2 separate regions of the Salmo salar genome follow, and region 1 is linked to region 2. Evidence: chromatin contacts called from public Hi-C data. All regions are on one chromosome and are shown on one strand. The core of a region is the stretch at or near the end of the contact, and the rest is flanking DNA. Distances in the headings are between cores, read along the strand shown. Region 1 overlaps lmnb1 (lamin B1). Region 2 holds the start of cssa01h5orf63 (chromosome ssa01 C5orf63 homolog).

Region 1 (2,963 bases), core at 391-2,890, 33 kb before region 2:
GAATATGGTTCTAATTATAGACATTGTTACATATCTTTTTGTATTTTTATGTTCCCCATGTAATGTTAATGGGGAGCTAACATGGCTGCCATAGAATGTTGTAGCGTCATTTAACTGCATCATAATGCAGAAACCTCAATGTCCCTACTCTCTAAATTCATGGCTCTGCCGTGGACCATCTTTTGTTTTTGTCTTTGTCCAATACTGACTGAACTTTTGAGGCACCAAGTTGTAGGGTTTACTTAAGCAATAAGTATACCACAAACCCCAAAGGTTTGATTTATAAACTGGTTACCAACGTAATTAGAGCAGTAAAAATACATGTATTGTCGTACGTGGTATATGGTCTGATATACCACTGCTTTCAGCATTGAGTTTGAACCACCCAGTTTATACTATGACAGTATTAACAGGGCAACAGTCCTTTCTTGGACAAAGTTGGTCTTCAAAGAAGGCTTGACTTGAGTTATTTACAATAACTTGAAGACTAAAATTAGAATAATGGTAATAATTATTACTCTGAAGGTATGAATTGATTAACACTAATCAAAAAACTTTACTTTTCACGATCATTATGTTTGTAAAGTGAAGACCTGGAGATCATGAACATGGCTGTGTTTGTTGGCTCATTTCTTGGGCTGCTCTTTATTTAACTAGGCAAGTCAGTTAAGAACAAACTCTTACTTACAATGACGGCCAAACCCTCCCCTAACCCGAACGACGCCCTATGGGACTTCCGATCACAGCCGGTTGTGATACAGCCCGGGATCGAACCCGGGTCTGTAGTGACGCCTCTAGCACTGTGATGCAGTGCCTAAGAGCGCTGCGCCACTCAGGTTCCCTTTGGGTTGTTTCTTATTGCTTCCTCTGAGATGCAGAGGCTGAGATCTAAAAAGTGTTGTCTTCTCCTTTTCATGAAGGTGAGTTTGTTAGGTAACGTTCAGGCTACATTAGCTCTTTTTAAAGTCACATGTCTTCGTCTGAGACTGTTTTTAGTGTATGGGCTCTTCTGTCACAATTCCCATACTGAATAGGTACTATTTCCTTTAAAAAGGGTCTTCTGAGGAATGGAGGAACCCACAGCAGGGCAGACGCATCGCTACAATGACCCCTAAACCCCCCCGTCTGTGTTGTAGGAGATCAAGGAGACACGGAGGAGACACGAGACGCGTCTGGTGGAGGTGGACTCTGGCCGGGCTGTGGAGTACGAGTTCAAACTGGCCCAGGCCCTGACTGAGATGAGGGGGCAGCACGACGAGCAGGTCAAACTGTACAAGGACGAGATGGAGAACACTTACGTGGCCAAGGTGAGACAGAAAACACACACACACCTACCTGTTAACTTGTCGCCAAGGTGCAAGGCAGAAACACAACATCCTTGATGCAGACTGGAGGTCCCATTTATTGTTTGGTCATATACCAAGGCTTTTAGGAGATTCTGTTCCTGACTTGCTGTGGAATTGACCATAAAGTAAACCTCATTCCAGTGGGTCTCGCCATGCTGGGGTGACCTATTGGGAACATTGCATGTAAATCTGTGTCAAACTTACTAGTTGTTGGATACCAATAAAGTCACGTCATCAAGCGCAGTGTTACACAGCAAATCTAAAAAGACCCATTTCTGGTGTTGCACTTCCTCTCTGGCTGGTCAGGAAGCCCTCTCTGTGACGTTCACTTCCTCTTTGTGAGGCGTTGCACTATCCATCCTTCCGTATGTGTGAAATGAACATTGTTTGTACCCACATAACCCATTTTAACTCTGCTCTGTCCTCCTGTGTACCCGGGGGCAGCTGGAGAACGTGCGCCTGTCGTCGGAGATGAACAGCTCGTCGGCCAGCATGGCCCGTGAGGAGCTCCGGGAGTCGTGCCTGCGTGTGGAGAGCCTAGCCGCCCAGCTGGCCAGCATGCAGAAAGAGGTGAGACCTCATCAATCAAATGTATTGGAAAGGTGTTTTTACATGATTTGAGGTGACGGTTGTACCATTATTACTATCTACTGACAATGGTTATGATGCTATCCAATTACTTTTTAAAGAGGTTGATGATTTGGACTACACACTTAGACTAGAGTCTGATACTTAAACTAGCCAGAATGCAAAAAGGGGTGAGATGATATGGAGGATACAGGAGTAATGTTACACAGGAATAAAACAGGAATAACAATGTTCAGGTGAAAGGAGGTACTACCTGAACACATAATGTGTTTAACTTGTGTGTCCCACTGAACACAACCCTAACCTGTAAAATATCTCTCCTCTAGACCCGTGGATGGCAGGACCGGATCCACGAGCTGGAGTCAGCCCTGGCCCAGGAGAGGGACACCAGCCGCAGGATGCTGGGGGAGAAGGAGCGGGAGATCGCGGAGATCCGGTCCAAGATGCAGCTGCAGCTGGATGAGTACGAGCAGCTGCTGGATGTCAAATTGGCCTTGGACATGGAGATCAATGCCTACAGGAAGCTACTGGAGGGAGAGGAGGAGAGGTGAGGGTGAAGAGGGACACATACAGAGATCAATGCCTACAGGAAACTACTGGAGGGAGGAGAGTGACTCATACATGTACTTATGCTGACTCATGCAACAGTCACACTTGTATACACACATAAAGTTCTGCATGAATGTGGATGTAAAAATTGACTTTAGGGTGAGCACAAATACAGAGAGGGGGGGAGGGGAGACAACACATAATTCAGATACAATCAGTGTCATCTTCTCTTTGGAGTGGAGCGCTTCAACGTTTGGCTCCTCTCCTGTTCTGGGTCAGGTCCCAGGCTGATTTGTTGAGTTTAAAAGTTGTGTAGGTAGTGTTCCAACTGGCCAGACATGTACACATGCGTACACGTCTATGTAGATTCTTCATGCAGGAGAAATGTTAACTTCCTAGCTTGTCGTCTAGCTGTTACCGAGAATATAATGGTGTTAACCTCTTGAGCATCTGATCCCGTTTGCGGGATCAAAATCCAGC
Region 2 (3,306 bases), core at 368-2,867:
TATTTTGGTACCTTTCCCCAGATCTGTGCCTCGACACAATCCTGTCTCAGAGCTCTAAGGACAATTCCTTCGACCTCATGGCCTGGGTTTTTGCGTTGACATGTACTGCCAACTGTGGGACCTTATATAGACAGGTGTGTGCCTTTCCAAATCATGTCCAATCAATTTAATTTACCACAGGTGGACTCCAACCAAGTTGTAGAAACATCTCAAGGATGATCAATGGAAACAGGATGCACCTGAACTCAATTTCGTGTCTCATAGCAAAGTGTCTGAATACTTATGTAAATGTACTTTGTCATTATGGGGTATTGTATGTAGATTGATGAGGGGGAAAAAACTATTTAATCCATTTTTGAATAAGGCTGTAACGTAACAAAATGTGGAAAAAGTCAAGGGGTCTGAATACCTTCCGAATGCACTGTATGTGCCATTTAGCAGACACTTTTATTCAACTGTTCAGCAAACTGAGAAACATAACCTCACCCTGTGTTTGTATGGTTCAAGGACTTCTTTTGCTTCATCACACAATGGGCATGGATCCTGGAAAATGGTTAAATATGTATATCAATAGTGCTAACTAATGTATTCCGTGTCAAGGAAAACCTTGAGAGGGACCACTAATATGAATATTATCTGATAATTTACATTACTCAACAATTCACATTACCTTGGTAAAAAGCGTTAAAGTAGGTAAGTACTTTTGGGAGAAGAGTCTTCTAAGCAGATGAGCAGAACTCTTTGTCCTGTGGAGAGTCCTTGGCAAGACCAAATGCATTGTCTGTCTGCAAAGTAGACAATTACTGCATCAGACATGTAGGCTTGGCATTACTTTATACTACTACTTTATATGCTCTCTGTTACTGGGAGTTGCATTTTTCTACTCACTTATTTCTGAGTGAATGTGTGTTGTCTATCCAGAGCTGAAGGTTGGTAGGCTGCTTCTTAACCAGATGGAAGAAAATGAGCTATGGTCCAGCATTGAATGTCTTGTAATGCTTGTTAATGCTTTATAACTTAAGCTTGATGCCTTGTATGTAATCCATTCATTTTCCAAAGTAATTAAATACAGTTGTATTTAGGATTCCATTCTCAGACATTTCTTGATTGCCTATTAGTGTAACTCAAATATATTGTTCTTCCATATTGCTAAATCATCTTTATGGAGTCAGATAAACATTTTAATTGGCTAATTGCTTAGTCTTTTTACTAGTCACATGTGAGGTATTTATAATATCATATATACTGTATATACACAAAATATTACGGCTACAGATATTCAGATATTCTTGTATTTCAAAAACATTTCGATTGCTATAATAACCCATCTTTGCATTGTGAAGGGTGACCAGAGTATTAAGACAGCCATATTTCATCTCCATTTTCTCCACATATAAACTCTAAAGCACTCGGTAAATCTGTCAGAAATCAACTAATTTTTAAAAACAGTAGCGCCGATTGCGTAGGATGTCGCTCTCCTGTTTGGTTGCAATATTTATTTTTAGCGTAGACCTGTGTCTTGAGGTAGTAAATAAACCTACCTCTGTATCTATGTTCATTTTTCTATATGAAATTGTTTTATGCAGTATAAAAATGTATGCACGTCAAAAGCCTGGCAGTATTTGAGTTATTTGTGTAAAAGATTAGAGTTTATGAAATATCTCACCTTTGAGCGGACGAGCAGGCGTGACAAAACAGGGAAAAGGAACGCAAATGTATGTGATACCTATTGGTTGACTGTCATTTTACTTCCTGTTCAAGAGAGTGCCACTATTGGACAATTTTCTGTCCATCAAATAAAGTTAAACCTACACGCGGCAGTATTGTGGAAACGTGTACAATCTGCGGTTACAAAGTTTCCATTCATAAAATGACAAATGACAGTCAGATGGGTGCCCCCATTTGTTAAACAATAGCAAGTATTTAGCCTTTTGTTGTTTGTATAATGACAAACCTTAATTTGCAGTGCATTTCTTTTCCAATCAATATTGATAATGGACATAATTTGGAAATGGGTATTACTTGTAGTATATAGTATTAACAAATAATACTATTTTACAGTGATGACCTATATCCTAGATATTCATACTGTATGTAAACCTCCTCAAAACAATCCTGGTATTGAAAATATGTCAGCTGAAGACTCACTGTCTGCACTGAAATATATAATAATAATAAAGACCTTTTGAATGTTGACAACTAAGCGAGGTCAAGCCCCATCATTTGACACACTCACACACACACACACACACACACACATACACTTTTACCTTATTACACATGTACTACACTTAGTAAACAAATGTCAAAGAGCCAGTATCCTAATAACACCTCATAATGTAAGTTATTATGTAACCAGACCAGTTTTTATGCAGTTATTTTGGGATTGAATGATCAAGGTGTGCCACACTGAATCCAACCTCAACGTAAGTACAACAATCTGAAACAAATACCTAATGATTTGGTGCGGCTAATCCACTAGTATCGAGAACCTGACTAGGCGACAATGACCAGTCAGGTTGTGTTTTCGAGACTATTAATCCACAGCGTGGAGTTTGTTTGGCTGCTGAGAGCGTGCAGCCACTGCCAGTGGCACATGGACAAGACCGCGCAGCTCTCAAACTGTGTGAGCAAGTGATTTAGCTGTTTTAAAAGGAGGAGAGTAATATAACATAATGTATGTTGTGTTGATGAAACATTTCAAGCCTTTCCACCTTCATCATCACCTGTATCCATTATGTTACTAGGACAACGGACAGTTGTCATTTGATTGTGCCTGTCAGGAATCCCGCTTCCTGAGTCTGTTTCTGCCTGAGATGACTGTTTTTGTTTAAGTGTTGTCTAAGGTTCCTGAACGCACCCTGTCTGGTTGCCAGGCAACGAGGTTAGGCGGGAGATCTATTTATTACCTGCACCTGCATCTCATCAACCTTCTGCACACCTGGTCCTGATCTTCACCTCTTCTTAAACCCTGAGCTGACATCCATTCCCTGCCGGATCGTTAGCAACGAACAGTATGTTGTGCCAGCGTATCAGCCTCATGTTTCCTGAGATAGTTTTGTTGTTTTGTGCTTGTTACTGGTTACTCACTCCCGTTTACTCTGTCTACAGTCATTCTCCTGGAACATTCAACTCCCTTGCCTGGCCGTCGGTGGATACAGTGACTTCATTGGATCAACCCATTTACTCTCATCAACTCACCTCCACTGCCGCTCCGTCTCCTGGATCACTCAAATTACACATCAAGACTACCAATAAATACTCACCTTCATTTTACTCACCTTGTCCTGGTCTGCTTCTGGGTTC

The links. Hi-C and Micro-C count contacts between places; a contact is called where the count stands out from the background.
Region 1: a contact with region 2 is called in a Hi-C map of blood, with 9 times the contacts expected there. The contact joins the enhancer-like site here to the promoter of cssa01h5orf63 in region 2. A contact is called at or near these places in 3 of 3 Hi-C or Micro-C datasets (blood, gill and muscle).

The regions. Positions count from the first base shown.
Region 1 is chrssa01:162,417,243-162,420,205 of Ssal_v3.1, reverse strand. lmnb1 (lamin B1) reads left to right here. Exons shown (of 12, transcript XM_014144025.2): 5 at 1,137-1,307; 6 at 1,791-1,916; 7 at 2,261-2,481. Among protein-coding and RNA genes, the nearest start is that of lmnb1, 20 kb to the left of the region's middle. Within about 2 kb of position 1,640, at least 3 of the 13 cell types and tissues checked have an H3K27ac peak or open chromatin away from gene starts, as enhancers often do.
Region 2 is chrssa01:162,383,679-162,386,984 of Ssal_v3.1, reverse strand. It overlaps cssa01h5orf63 (chromosome ssa01 C5orf63 homolog), which reads right to left and starts at 1,617. Exons shown (of 5, transcript NM_001140697.2): 1 at 1,542-1,617; 2 at 889-944; 3 at 671-785; 4 at 487-543. The coding sequence starts at 1,559.